Regions from separate parts of the Mus musculus genome. Here region 1 is linked to region 2. A link is a contact called in public promoter capture Hi-C data. All regions are on one chromosome and are shown on one strand. Each heading gives the region's core, a stretch centred on a gene start, on an enhancer-like site or on the middle of the called end of the contact. The rest is flanking DNA. Distances are from core to core; before and after follow the strand shown.

What was found. Promoter capture Hi-C pulls out the DNA fragments that hold promoters and counts their contacts.
Region 1: a contact with region 2 is called in a promoter capture Hi-C map of pre-B cells, with 10 times the contacts expected there. The contact joins the promoter of Gatb here to the promoter of Plrg1 in region 2. A contact is called at or near these places in 5 of 39 promoter capture datasets (the C10 cell line, hematopoietic stem and progenitor cells, liver and 2 more), 4 of 484 Hi-C or Micro-C datasets (CD4 T cells and pre-B cells), 1 of 115 datasets of contacts at active chromatin or transcription factors (memory CD8 T cells) and 2 of 9 other capture datasets (adipose tissue and liver).

What each region holds. Positions count from the first base shown.
Region 1 is chr3:85,571,085-85,577,012 of GRCm38.p6, forward strand. Gatb (glutamyl-tRNA(Gln) amidotransferase, subunit B) reads left to right here and starts at 3,045. Exons shown (of 13, transcript NM_144896.4): 1 at 3,045-3,235; 2 at 4,780-4,930. The coding sequence starts at 3,060. Gm46809 (a long non-coding RNA gene) reads left to right here and starts at 4,937. Exons shown (of 2, transcript XR_001783869.2): 1 at 4,937-5,928. It also overlaps Gm3740.
Region 2 is chr3:83,053,940-83,060,006 of GRCm38.p6, forward strand. It overlaps Plrg1 (pleiotropic regulator 1), which reads left to right and starts at 1,599. Exons shown (of 15, transcript NM_016784.3): 1 at 1,599-1,715; 2 at 2,832-2,938; 3 at 4,717-4,859; 4 at 5,388-5,441; 5 at 5,898-5,988. The coding sequence starts at 1,707.

The DNA of each region.
Region 1 (5,928 bases), core at 1,795-4,294, 2.5 Mb after region 2:
AGAGCTGTCTATCAGTAAGAGTTCTGACGGGTACATATTTGGCATTCAGAAAGAAGGCAAGAAATGGTCTCATGAAAGAAGATTTGGTAGAAGAACTGCCCCCACCCCCTGAAGTCCAATGGAAATCTGGAAAACAGTGCCTCTCGTAGACACCACCAAGAGACCAACAGGCATTTCTGAAAATGAGACATAATTTTGATAGAGAACAAAGCCAGAAAAGGGGGTGGTAAGTCCCTATTTCCACCATTAGCTTTTATAGGCATTTGAGAGTCCATGATTAGACATAAAATGTACCAAGCTGGAAGGTTCCCATTTGTTCAAGGAAGCAAATCCACTTACATGTATAGGATTTTCTCTCCCCCTAGTGGTGGGGTGGAGGCCTTTGAAGACTGAGAGCATGTGATTGCACAATACTGCTTTAGAAATCAGTCTGGGTTTCCACTGCAGCGCACTTTGTACAAAAAGTAGGCTATTCTTTGGGTGTCCTCACATTCTCTACAGTGATTTCTGAACCTCTTTCAATACTCCCAGTGAGGTAGTGAAGTGTCTCATAACTATGTTCCAGCGTGAGGTAAAGTCTTTCTTTCCTCCTCTTTAGCCCTATTAAAGGTGAAGCCACGTTGCATTCCCAAACAGTTTTACTGACCAGAAACCCACTCGAGGAGTTAAGGGAGAAGAAAAAGGAAACCCATATATAGCTAATGTAGGAAACATGGGGACTCACAAGAAAGACACCCATATATCAAGGACCCAAAGAATGAAAGGAGCTAATTAGAGATACATTTTGAAACGTTTTCACCTTTGTGTTCCATGCACTTTCATTTTCTTCTTTAGTTATATGAAAGTAAAATTCAGATTACTCATGGGAAGTAGATAAAAAAGAAAAAATATAGAATAAGTAAATGTCAATCAAGTTTTAAAAATTATTTTTAAATGTATGTATGAGAGAGACATGGTTAGGGGAGTGCTGTGTGTGGTGTCTGCAGAAAGCTGACGATGGTGCCAGCTCTTCTGGAGTTGGAGTTACAGGCTGTTGTGACTCTGGACATGAGTGCTGGCCAACAAACTCAGGTCCTCTGGAAGAATAGAAAGTGCTCTTAACCACTGAATTATCTCTCCAGCCCAGGTTATTTTTCCAAATGGAGTGACCATATTATAAAATGCCAAAATGTTTTCTAAATATTAATGGAAACAGATCCTAAATTGTAGCTGTCTTATCTGTAGGTTAGTGATCGATAACTGCAACACATCAGTGTGGAATATAGAGAGTACACATCTATTCTTTCTCTATAATTGGGCATCAGTGACTTCCACTGGATTGCTCCTCTTGGAAATCTCCAAGGCAACCAAGCACCTAAGTTCACACAGAGAATAGGTTCCTTTTCTGGCTTCCTTACCATACACTACACACATAAGTCAGAACTGTTGGGCCCCATTTTGGCCCTGGTTTGGGCCTTGAGGACAAACTCGAATCTGGCTCGAGTTTCTGCGGCCTTGTGGGAGAGCCTAAGCCTGGCTCAAGTTTTGAGACCTGTCTCAGTCACTTCCATATTGGGGTGACTCAGCAAGACCTGTTTGGCCCTGCCTCTGCCCTGTCGTTGCTGATGTAGAGCTTTGCCATTGACCCTGTCAGTCACTACGCCATCTTACCCCACCAAAACCCGCCTCCCTATGTTCCAAACTTATATAAGCAAGAGGCTGACTCCATAAAGTTGAGTTCCTGCTTCAACAAGACTCCCAACTCTGTGTGTTTCTTTTGGGCCGTTGACACTCGCCATCCTGCTCAGCCCTGGAGAGACCCCAGAGGGACAGGGACCTCTCTCCTCTGTCCTGGACCTGTCAGCAAGGAGCAGGTACAGAACCTCCAACTCTCGATCAGGTCCCTCAATCTCACCTTGCACATCTCCCAGAAACATATGTTTTACTTTACCCTTCACCACTACCCCAATCTGTTATTGCGTTTCTAAAGAACATACCCTCTCAACAGCCCCCATTTGTCAAATACATTCACTGCACTGTACTACTTCATATATTCTTGAGGCGCCTACTCTGTACTCTGGAAATACTATGGTAAATACCAGACAAGGATCCATTGAAATCAAAGATAGCTGTTAAGACTATGTTGACAATTAAAATCAGGCAATGAAAGTAAGAACTATTGTAGACTAAGTTTTCAAATAAAAAAAAAAATCACCTGGAATTTCAACAAGGGATATGAAAGGCTCTGCTTGGTTTTGCCTTCCTGAGGGTGGGACCTAGCATCTCTACATGGTAGGCAAATGCTGTACCACTGAGGGATATGCCCAGTCCAAGATGAGTTCTGAAGTCAAACAACAAAAGAAATCCATTGAGGTGATGTCTTTTTTTCTATCAAAGCTTTCTAACACAAGAAATTGTTTCAGATGTTGGCTAAGAAAAATAGTAAGTAAAAAGCACATAAAAGTTTAAAAATTTTTTTCGGACATGAAAACAATTTTTAAAACGTTTTTCTGTATGGTTCCTCTCCCTAAAATGTCAATTCTTTAAAATATAACATCCCCAAAGTCTTTCTTTCTAGCATATCAATGCTGCCTTATTATTGAACTAGGTATATATAGCAGGCATGCAAATAAGTATCAGTTGAAATAATGCACAAATTTGTGTGCGAGGTGTGCGAGCAAGACAGAAAAAATAAAAGCGTTGGAGGGTCCAGGAAGCCTTTGTGGTAATGTTAGGGTCATTTGTTTCAACTCACGGGCTTAAGCTGAGTATAAAATCCTTGGTGAGGCTTCCTTGCTTGGCGCTCCCTCAAAGAGCTGTCAAAGTACACACAAGCTCTACCGCCACAAAGCTCTCCAACTCCCCGCTAGGAGGAGTCACACAGGACCCACCAACCTTCCCACTTCTTTGGTTCCGCCCCTCCCTAACAAAGTTCCGGCAGCCTTTGAATTGGGTTGCTGGGAACAGTAGTCTTCCGGTCAAGAGCTACACGGGTTGTGGCGCATTGCCAGAACTACGCTTCCCAGGGAGCCTCGCGGCAGAGGGAGGGTGGGTCACCTGACCGGGACTTCGGCGACGCTATGGCGGCGCCCATGCTGCGCTTGGGTTTCCCTGGAAGACGCTGGGCTTTAACATGGCTAGATGGCGGTTCCCGCCACCGAAGTGGCTCTCAGACTGGGCCCACATCCAACTGGGCTAGGAGACAGAGTTCAGTGGCTCAGCCTTCCCTCCACACGGCTCAGAAGCCGAGGAAAGGGTATATCTTCTTCGTACTTTTGCCTGTCTCGTGGAAGTGCAGAACGAAGATAATGGCCCCGGCAGCCCAGCCTGAGGGTTTTAGTGTGCTGGAGGGTGGTCACCTGTGTTATGGGCAACTGAACCTAAATGAAAACACAAAACCAGGCCTGCCACCTTCAGCCTCACACTTAAAACTTCTGTCTTAAAGTAGGCATATTTGGACAACGTGCGAATGTAAAATAGCGTTTCCTCCAGTCGTCTTCTCAGACAGAAGACTGGAATACTTTGCCCTACTAACTCGTGTGGGGTCTGCGACACTAGACTCTGGCTCGTATGTAGCGGGCATTTGGCGTCACTACAGGCTAGCAATAATTTAAAGACAGAAAATAGCCGTTGTACAAAGCCCCAGATAGGAGAGGTCTTATTAGTCAGAAAGCACTAGCTATCTGTGGTTTTATTGTGGGCATATTTGTCTAGACCCCAGGAGGATGTTAGTCGACTGACGAAATCTTTCCCCGATTATATAAAGAATTGCTTATGTTGTACAGCAGTTAGTTGCTTCCGTGTACATGATTTAAAGCTTCTTTTAAAATACAGCAACAAGGCAATTTTTAAAAAAGTTTTGTTTTGTTGAGGTTGGCATTCTTTTTAGCATTTCAGTGAAGAAGAGAAGAAAAATGTCCAAAATCATCACCTTTCTATTCTCTTCATAAACTAGACTATTTTCTTTCCACGAAATGAAACTGCAGAAATACTTCGATTAGCAATTAGAACATGCAGAATTTCTGAATTTCTTAGTTTATTTCCTCTCTCTTGAAAGCTTTATTATCAAATTTTAGAAAGAAGGAATTAATCTTTTCTCATTCCTTCATCTGTTGAACTGCTTAAAACAAAACTGAATGCACATGAATTAAAATCTGACTAATATAGAAAATGTCTAGGGAGAAGTGAAGACTAGGAACATACATAGGAATAGAGAATTTAATTCCCCAAAGAGAGTGGAGTACTGGCTCACCAGAGTAGGGCTGTTCAGATAAGAGACAGTATATCACTGTAAGCATTTACAAAGATTTGCTAGCAGTGAAGTATGAACAAATGAAAAAAATTTAAGTTTAGATCTCAAGAACTGGATGGGACTTGGTGGATGAAAACAAAGTTTCCTCTAATGGTTTTCTGTTCTTTTTCACGGGTTTTAAGGAATACCATATTGTGGTAGTCTATGGTATCTGATCCTGCTTCTGTAGCTACAAGCTCTTAACAATGAACTCAAAATATGGGCGATAATTTATTCTTTAGCCATCATTTCTCTAGAACTAGAATCCTGGCATTTGTATTAAACCCAAATAATGATAAGATAAGCTTTTATTATTTACTGAGTCATTTACTTAGTGTTTATTAACTAATAAGGTACATTTAGTTTATTCACCAATAAAATGACACATTTTAAAATATAAGCATATAAAATTTTAATTTAAAACACAAGATTATAATTGGAAATATAGGTTTATAAGAATTTATATTTAGCGACAAATGTAACGTTTTAACCATTTTCCTTCCCTTTAGTGAACACAAATGGGCAGCTGTAGTAGGACTGGAAATTCATGCACAGATTTCCTCCAACTCTAAACTCTTCTCTGGAGCTCAAGTGTGCTTTGCAGCACCTCCAAATTCTCTGGTTTCTTATTTTGATGCATCTCTGCCTGGAACATTACCGGTAAGGTGTTTTATACTGTCTGTTTACATTAGAAAATGTTTATGTCATAGTGAATATAGATAAGGAACTACTTGCTTAGGGAATTTTGCATGATTAGGGAATTAAGCATGATGCATTAATTGTTTATAAAGACATGTCTCTATAATTCTGTTTCTAAATCTGAGTGTATTCATAGCATCGATTCACTCCTTTCACAAATGCTTTCAAATGCCTATCAAATACCAGATGCTGATAAGAACTGTCTAATGCAGACAAGCAAAGATCTTGCTTTAGGAGGAGTTTAAAGGTGGACAGAGCTGATGTCTTACAAACAATTAGAGTACAATATGATAATTCTTGCAAAAGCAGTGTGCAAAGAGTAATTTTGGAACCCAAAGGAGGGACATGTAATTGAGCAAGAGGAAGTATTGTGAGAAATTGTAGTGGTGTATCTAGTTAAGGAGGAATGTCTGGAATAAAAACGTGGTGTCCACACTGAGAAGTCAAGTAGGAGTTAGACTGATACATGGAGGAGTGGGGAGGACCCAAGAAAAGAACATGTAGTATGTGATTTTACAGTGTAAGAGCAATGTGATCTCAGTTATTGACATCTAAGAAGCAGTCAGTAATGGAGCGCTATAGTATAAAAGCGAGTTGGTTATCGATTTAGCTACTTATTTTCACTTGATCCTAAGAGGCAACTGAGCCAGCATCACCATCAGCAAGACTTTTAGTGTGGTCTTTTTAAGGAATGAGTTACATTTTGAAGAATAAGATGGAAGGAGCACTGTAAATATTTGAGCTAGAATGTGGCTCCCATTCTGTTCAGGAATCTTATATTGTTAAATGGGAATGGAGTTTCCATCTTCAGGAGCATGTGTAGACAGGGTTATGATGATGAGTATATCACAGACAGGGACTGTTAGGAGTGTGTTCTGTATTCTCAGATGTTTAAATACAAGCGAAGGCTGATCTACCCAGGCTGTTGTCAGTGCCTTGCATGTATCTACTTTAGTCAG
Region 2 (6,067 bases), core at 349-2,848:
CCAGAGCAGGTTTTTGCTTACTTTTAAAGACACGTACATCTTATTCTTTTCGTTTGTTTTGGTTTTATTCTCTGTGTAGTTCTGGCCCTGGCTATCCTGGAACTCAGAGATCCGACTGCCTCTGCCTCCTCAGTACTGGGATTAAAGGCGTGCGCCAACACCTCTGAACTGGGACTCCTAACCAGCCAAAGATCCTGGATCCCTTCAAATACAAGAAAATAGGAGGGAGGCCATAGCAAACAGAAAAACCCAGGTTCCTATATGAACAGGAGATCTGTGTATGATATGTGTGATTTATGGGTCTCATGACTAGATAATAGGATCACCCAAGCTATTCATTTAAGAAGGAAATTTTCACACGGGTGGCTTAATTCAAGAGCTGTAAGAAGAGTAAAACCTAGTGTGGTTTACCTCAGTAGACTGCCCTTATGAGCCTTGCATAAGCTGTGTTCAGGATGACTAAGGTATCTCACAAGTTTAATGAGAGTTGTCTAGTAGTTATATTAACATAGATACATTAAGGTCTTTCTTACATTTCCTTAGTGTTTTGTGATTTAAAATGTTCTTTTCTATGGCTATTACTATTTCCTTGCAACGTGCACAAACATTAGCCACTTTTACAGAAAATAAGATCCTTTGGCTAAACTCACATTCACATTTAGAAATGACTACTTGCGGGCTACAAAGATGGCGCTGACGTTAAGGCTCAAAACTAAAAAGACTAGAAATGTCCATTTTCAGGTTAAAAACACGACCTTCATGTTTTTAATGAATTAAAATATAAATCGAGCGAGAGCATTGCTGTATCGGCGCTACGTTTCATCCTTCTCAAAGTATTCGCAGTATTCTGAGGACGGTATCCGTGAACTTAACCACAGTTCAGGAAGACGCACAATCTGTGAAAACGCCTTAAGATCGCAAATAGCAACTACATCAATACAGAAAACATTTGAAAACGATCGATCATATAAGCCACAGATTTATTTTTAACCTGGGTAAATCACAAAACCTCAACACTTTAGCGTCAAGCCAAATAAAATAAAACCAACTTAAGTTCTCAACCTTTTTTTTTTTTTTTTTTTAATTGCTTGTTTAAGCTGGACAGTGGTGGCGGCGCACGCCTTTAATCTCTGCACTTGGGAGGCAGAAGCAGGAGGATTTCTGAGTTCGAGGCCAGCCTGGTCTACAGAGTGAGTTCCAGGACAGCCAGGGCTACATAGAGAAACCCTGTCTCGAAAAAAAGAAAAGAAACGAAAAAGTTGCTTGCTTAAAACCTCCAAGTAAGGAGCACCAAGCTTCTGGAAGCAGGTACCGCCCCTAAACGTTAAGGCTGGCGCGCTCCCTTAGCTCCGGCTGAAATCTCCGCCCTCAGGCAGGAGACTCCGCCCAGCTCCGCCGAGACCCGCCCTTCTGCCTGGAGACATCGTTCGTCCCCGCCCAAACCCCGCCCCAGTCCCGCCCAGCGGCTGCCGAAGTCCCGCTCTCCTCCAAGAGGCTCCGCGCAACTCCGCCTAGCTTCCGCCCTCCACCGCTAGACTCCGCCCCTCGACCCCTGCGCGGCGGGTTGCCAATACGCATGTGCGGTTAGCGTCACGTCCGGCGACGGGCCCCAATCTCCGGAAAGAGCTGCCGAATAGTGGCGGCGTTTTCTGCGGCGATTATTTGAGTTCCTTCGCTGCTGGAGGGGTAGACTAAACGGCGGCGACATGGTGGAGGTAAAGTGATGCTTGGGTACTTGGGAGTCGTTTGTCCCTGGAGCTTTGCTTTGCCCACGGAAGTGTAGGATGAAAGTGGTGGGAATCTGGGGAAAGGAACTGTAGTCAAAGCTGGTGGTCTCGGCACGTCGGGGTGGGAGGAAGGCCGATGACATCCCAAGTCCGAGCTTCAGTCGGCGGGAAGCCTGAGGGAATCCTGCAGTCCGTGTGTTGTCGTAGGTACCTGGCCGTCTCCTGGGAGGCGGGGCTTCTGATGTTCCCACCGTGGCTGGGATGCTAGTCCGTGCTGTCTTGTCAGTTCCACTGTTATTTCATCTCTACCGCAGTAGAGGCGTGCGGTTCTTGATTTTGTTTGTTTGTTTGTTCTTGCGTATCCCAAACGTTTCTTACTCCCACCCACTGCGTTCCAGGTCCACTGCAGTCCTCCGAGTCTAGCCTAACATCTTTTGCCCGGACTCATTCAATAACTTCCAGCTGGTCTAAGTGCTTAGGATTAACGAACACATTGCAGGAGTGTAGTTCAGTGCTGCTTTCTGTTCCAGTGTTATAGAGTAAAAATGTTGGTGGTGGCAGAGGTCTAAACCTCACCGACCCTGGAAACCCACACTTCCGCAGCATTCACAACTGCTGCGGTTCTGAGTTATCTGGACACCTTTGCAGTGGGATTTCCCACACTTTCACTGCTTGTACCTCTATTCCGTGTAAGGCTGTCTCCCTCTCTGCTTATCACCTGAGAGAAACCTTTCTTGATTATATCTACCAATTCTCCCCCCACCAACTCATCCCATTGCCTATTTTCATAGAACCCTCCAAAAATGTGGAATTATTTTGCTTATTTTTGTCTGTTGCCTCTTGAGTACACTGCATGCCGCATACAGTACTAGCTCGGTAAATATCTACTGAACACATTGTAGGCATTACTCAGTTACTTTTCTAAGAGCTCTGGCCAGACAGGAGCTTTCTCATCTTCGTTGTTGATTGCTGTAGTTTGTTACAGTTATTGAGGAGTGTATATCCTTCTCCATATTTAGCGTGGAAATTGCATAATGACTCTCATGTCGATTAGGGTGTATGGGTCTCTTGTTAGATGTGTGATTTTTGGCTGTCTCTTTACAGGAGGTACAGAAGCATTCTGTACACACACTGGTGTTCAGGTCATTGAAGAGGACCCATGACATGTTTGTGGCTGATAATGGAAAACCCGTGCCTTTGGATGAAGAGAGGTAAGCTTTATTCCTTTTCAGTTGCTAAAGTATTTAATATTAACAGAAGGGTGCAGAGAGAGGGGAGGAGGGGACTTTGAAAGGTCTTAAAAGTGCATACTCACAGGACGCTTGGGCAATAGCAAGTGGCTTTCTAGTGTAATATAAGTAATGGTAACTCATTTTTCTATTGTCTTGTCTTCTGCAGTAAAAACATCATTACCTAACTATAGTTTACAGGCACCCAGTGTGATGATTTGAAAGAGAATGGCCTCCATAGGCTCATGCGTTTAAATGCTTGCTTGGTCTCTAGTTGGTGGAGCTGTTTTGGAAGTATTAGGAGGTGTGGCCTTGTTAGAGGAGGTGTGGCCTTGGGGAGAAGCTGTGAGATTTCAAAAGCCTACACTATTCCCAGTTAGCTCCCTTATTGCTTGTCTACTCCCTCCCTCTTGTCCAGCCCCCCACCCCCACCCCACACATCATGCTTGCCAATCAGATGTAAGCTCTCGGCTGCTGCTCCAGCACTGTGCTTGCCTGCCTGCTCTCATGCTCCCTACTCTTATGGCCAAGGACTCTATCCTCTTGAGCCATGACCCCCTAGTTAAATACTTTATTTTCTAAATTGCCTCCAGAATGGTGTTTGCCATAGCAATAGAAAAGTAACCAGTACCCAGTAATTAGGGGCATCCCTGCTATGTCATCTTGTTTGTAGTGAATCAGTTTGTGTGTGATTTTAGCTTCTGCTCTCAGACTCTTTGTTTTGTTTTGTTTTGTTTTGTTTTTCGAGACAGGGTTTCTCTGTGCATCCTTGGCTGTCCTGGAACTCACTCTGTAGACCAGGCTGGCCTCGAACTCAGAAATCCGCCTGCCTCTGCCTCCCAAGTGCTGGGATTAAAGGTGTGCGCCACCACTGCCCGGCTTCTGGTCTCAGACTCTTGTTCTGCTGAAATTGTACTTGGCCAGTACTACTCCCATCTTTGCTCCGTGGTGTAGTGAAGAGTTTTGAGTGGCATATTTTTGCTTCTCGCCAGCCCTAGTCTGGGAATTGTGTTATGTGCAGTGCCTTTCTTTGCCCTTTGCTTTTTTTTAATAATCTACTTAATTTCCCTCATTTGCATTCATATTTAATTTATAAGGTAGATTATCTTTTTAAGTAATATAAGTACATTTCTCTTTAAAATGCTGAGCTAGCCAGGCGGTGGTGGCCCACGCCTTTAATCCCAGCACTTGAGAGGCAGAGGCAGGCGGATTTCTGAGTTCGAGGCCAGCCTAGTCTACAGAGTTGAGTTCCGGGACAGCCAGGGCTATACAGAGAAACCCTATCTCGAAAAACCAAAAAGTAAAAATAAATTTAAAAATATAAATAAAATGCTGAGCTAATTTAGTGCTTTCATTGGGTCTAACTTTTTAGACTACTAGTAAAGATATCTATACAATTTAACTATATTCAGACATTTAAAGTTTAAGCTATATTAGTTTGTGTATGTCTTTAATTCACTTGGACCCTTGAGGTCTCATCCAAAAAGGTTTTGTGTTTATTGGGCTGCAAACTAAGGTCTTACTTTGCTTTGAATGAATACTGTATGATAGATTGTGAGATAAAGTAAACGTATATGGTATGGAAATGCATTTTAGAATGTTGTAGTTGTTAAAATACTATGTAGCTTGAGAAACCTCCTGCATCTGTGACATGGAGTACCGTGTCTGCTTCTGTGCTTCTCTGGTTAGCTGACTCTTTTCACTGGTGAGTGTGTTTCCAGTACTTACGGGTGCATTTCATCTTTATGATCTTTACATAGTCACAAGCGGAAAATGGCAATCAAGCTTCGCAATGAGTATGGTCCTGTGCTGCATATGCCTACTTCAAAAGAGAACCTTAAGGAGAAGGGACCTCAGAACGCAACAGACTCATATCCTCATAAGCAGTATCCCGCCAACCAAGGTGAAAACCATCGGGTTTACAAGTGAATTTTTAAAATAGGAGAAAATGTCTCCTTAGAGCTTCCCTGGGGGCACTGCTTAGTTGTTGCTGTGATGGTGGCCGTTTTGATGAGCTCGTCAGAGTAGTAATGAAGATGCTTAGGTGAGGACTTTTTCTAGAAAACAGAATGTATGATTATGATTCTCTTAGGAGGTAGGCAAGATTACAGTGGTGTCTACAGGGAAAACTCAAGTTGATTCCTAGCCTGTGGGGAGACCATCTGTGAGTTCTTTATCTTGAAAAGATGAAATTATAGTTACAAAGACTCTGCTATTCCATGTGAAACTATTTACTGTGAAGAACAGCTGGAACAGGTCAGTGGGAGGGGCGCCTTGACTTATTAGCAGCTTACAGGCAGAACCATCAACTCCCTGCCTTTCTGAGGCTTCTGTAGAGTTGGAAAGGAAAACTTAATATTTATAATACCTTTGAAAAGGCAGTACTTGGATAAAGGCAAACTCACTGGCAATGAATTTATTATTTTTTTAGGACAAGATGTTGAGTATTTGGTGACAGGCACCCATCCATACCCAGCAGGACCCGGTAAGTAACAGTAAGGCCGCACAGATGTGTGGGCACTGTGTCTACACAGACATAGTGTCTGTTGGCTCGGACAGTTGTCAGGTACCTAAATTGAAATAGATGAGGATGTATGGCTGAGATGTACTTGAATGCATGGGTATAGACAGGCTGGCATGAGGGAAGCAAATATGCTTGGACAGAGGACAATAAGCCTTATGTTTGCAGTTCACATGGGCATTGTGTACTTCTTTTAGTCACTTAATTTACTCTTGGAAGTAGTCTGTTAATATTTGCATGACTACTATTTGCTTATGAGTATACTGTCTGAATCAATAGGAAATTAACTTTATTGTCTTGCGTTCTCTTAATACCAAGCTGCTTGTGTTCAGTCAAATTTGATCTGTGTATTAGCCTGTATTTATTATAAGGAATTAAAACCCAAGTCAAGCTGAGTGTAACGAAGGTTGTTGTGAACAGGTGTTGCCTTGACTGCTGATACTAAGATCCAGAGAATGCCAAGTGAGTCAGCTGCACAGTCCCTCGCTGTGGCGTTACCGTCCCAGACCAGGTATGACTGACGCTCTACTTACATAGATTCTCAGTGTTTGCAGGCTTTGGGTTTTGTTTCTTGTTAACACGTAAAATGT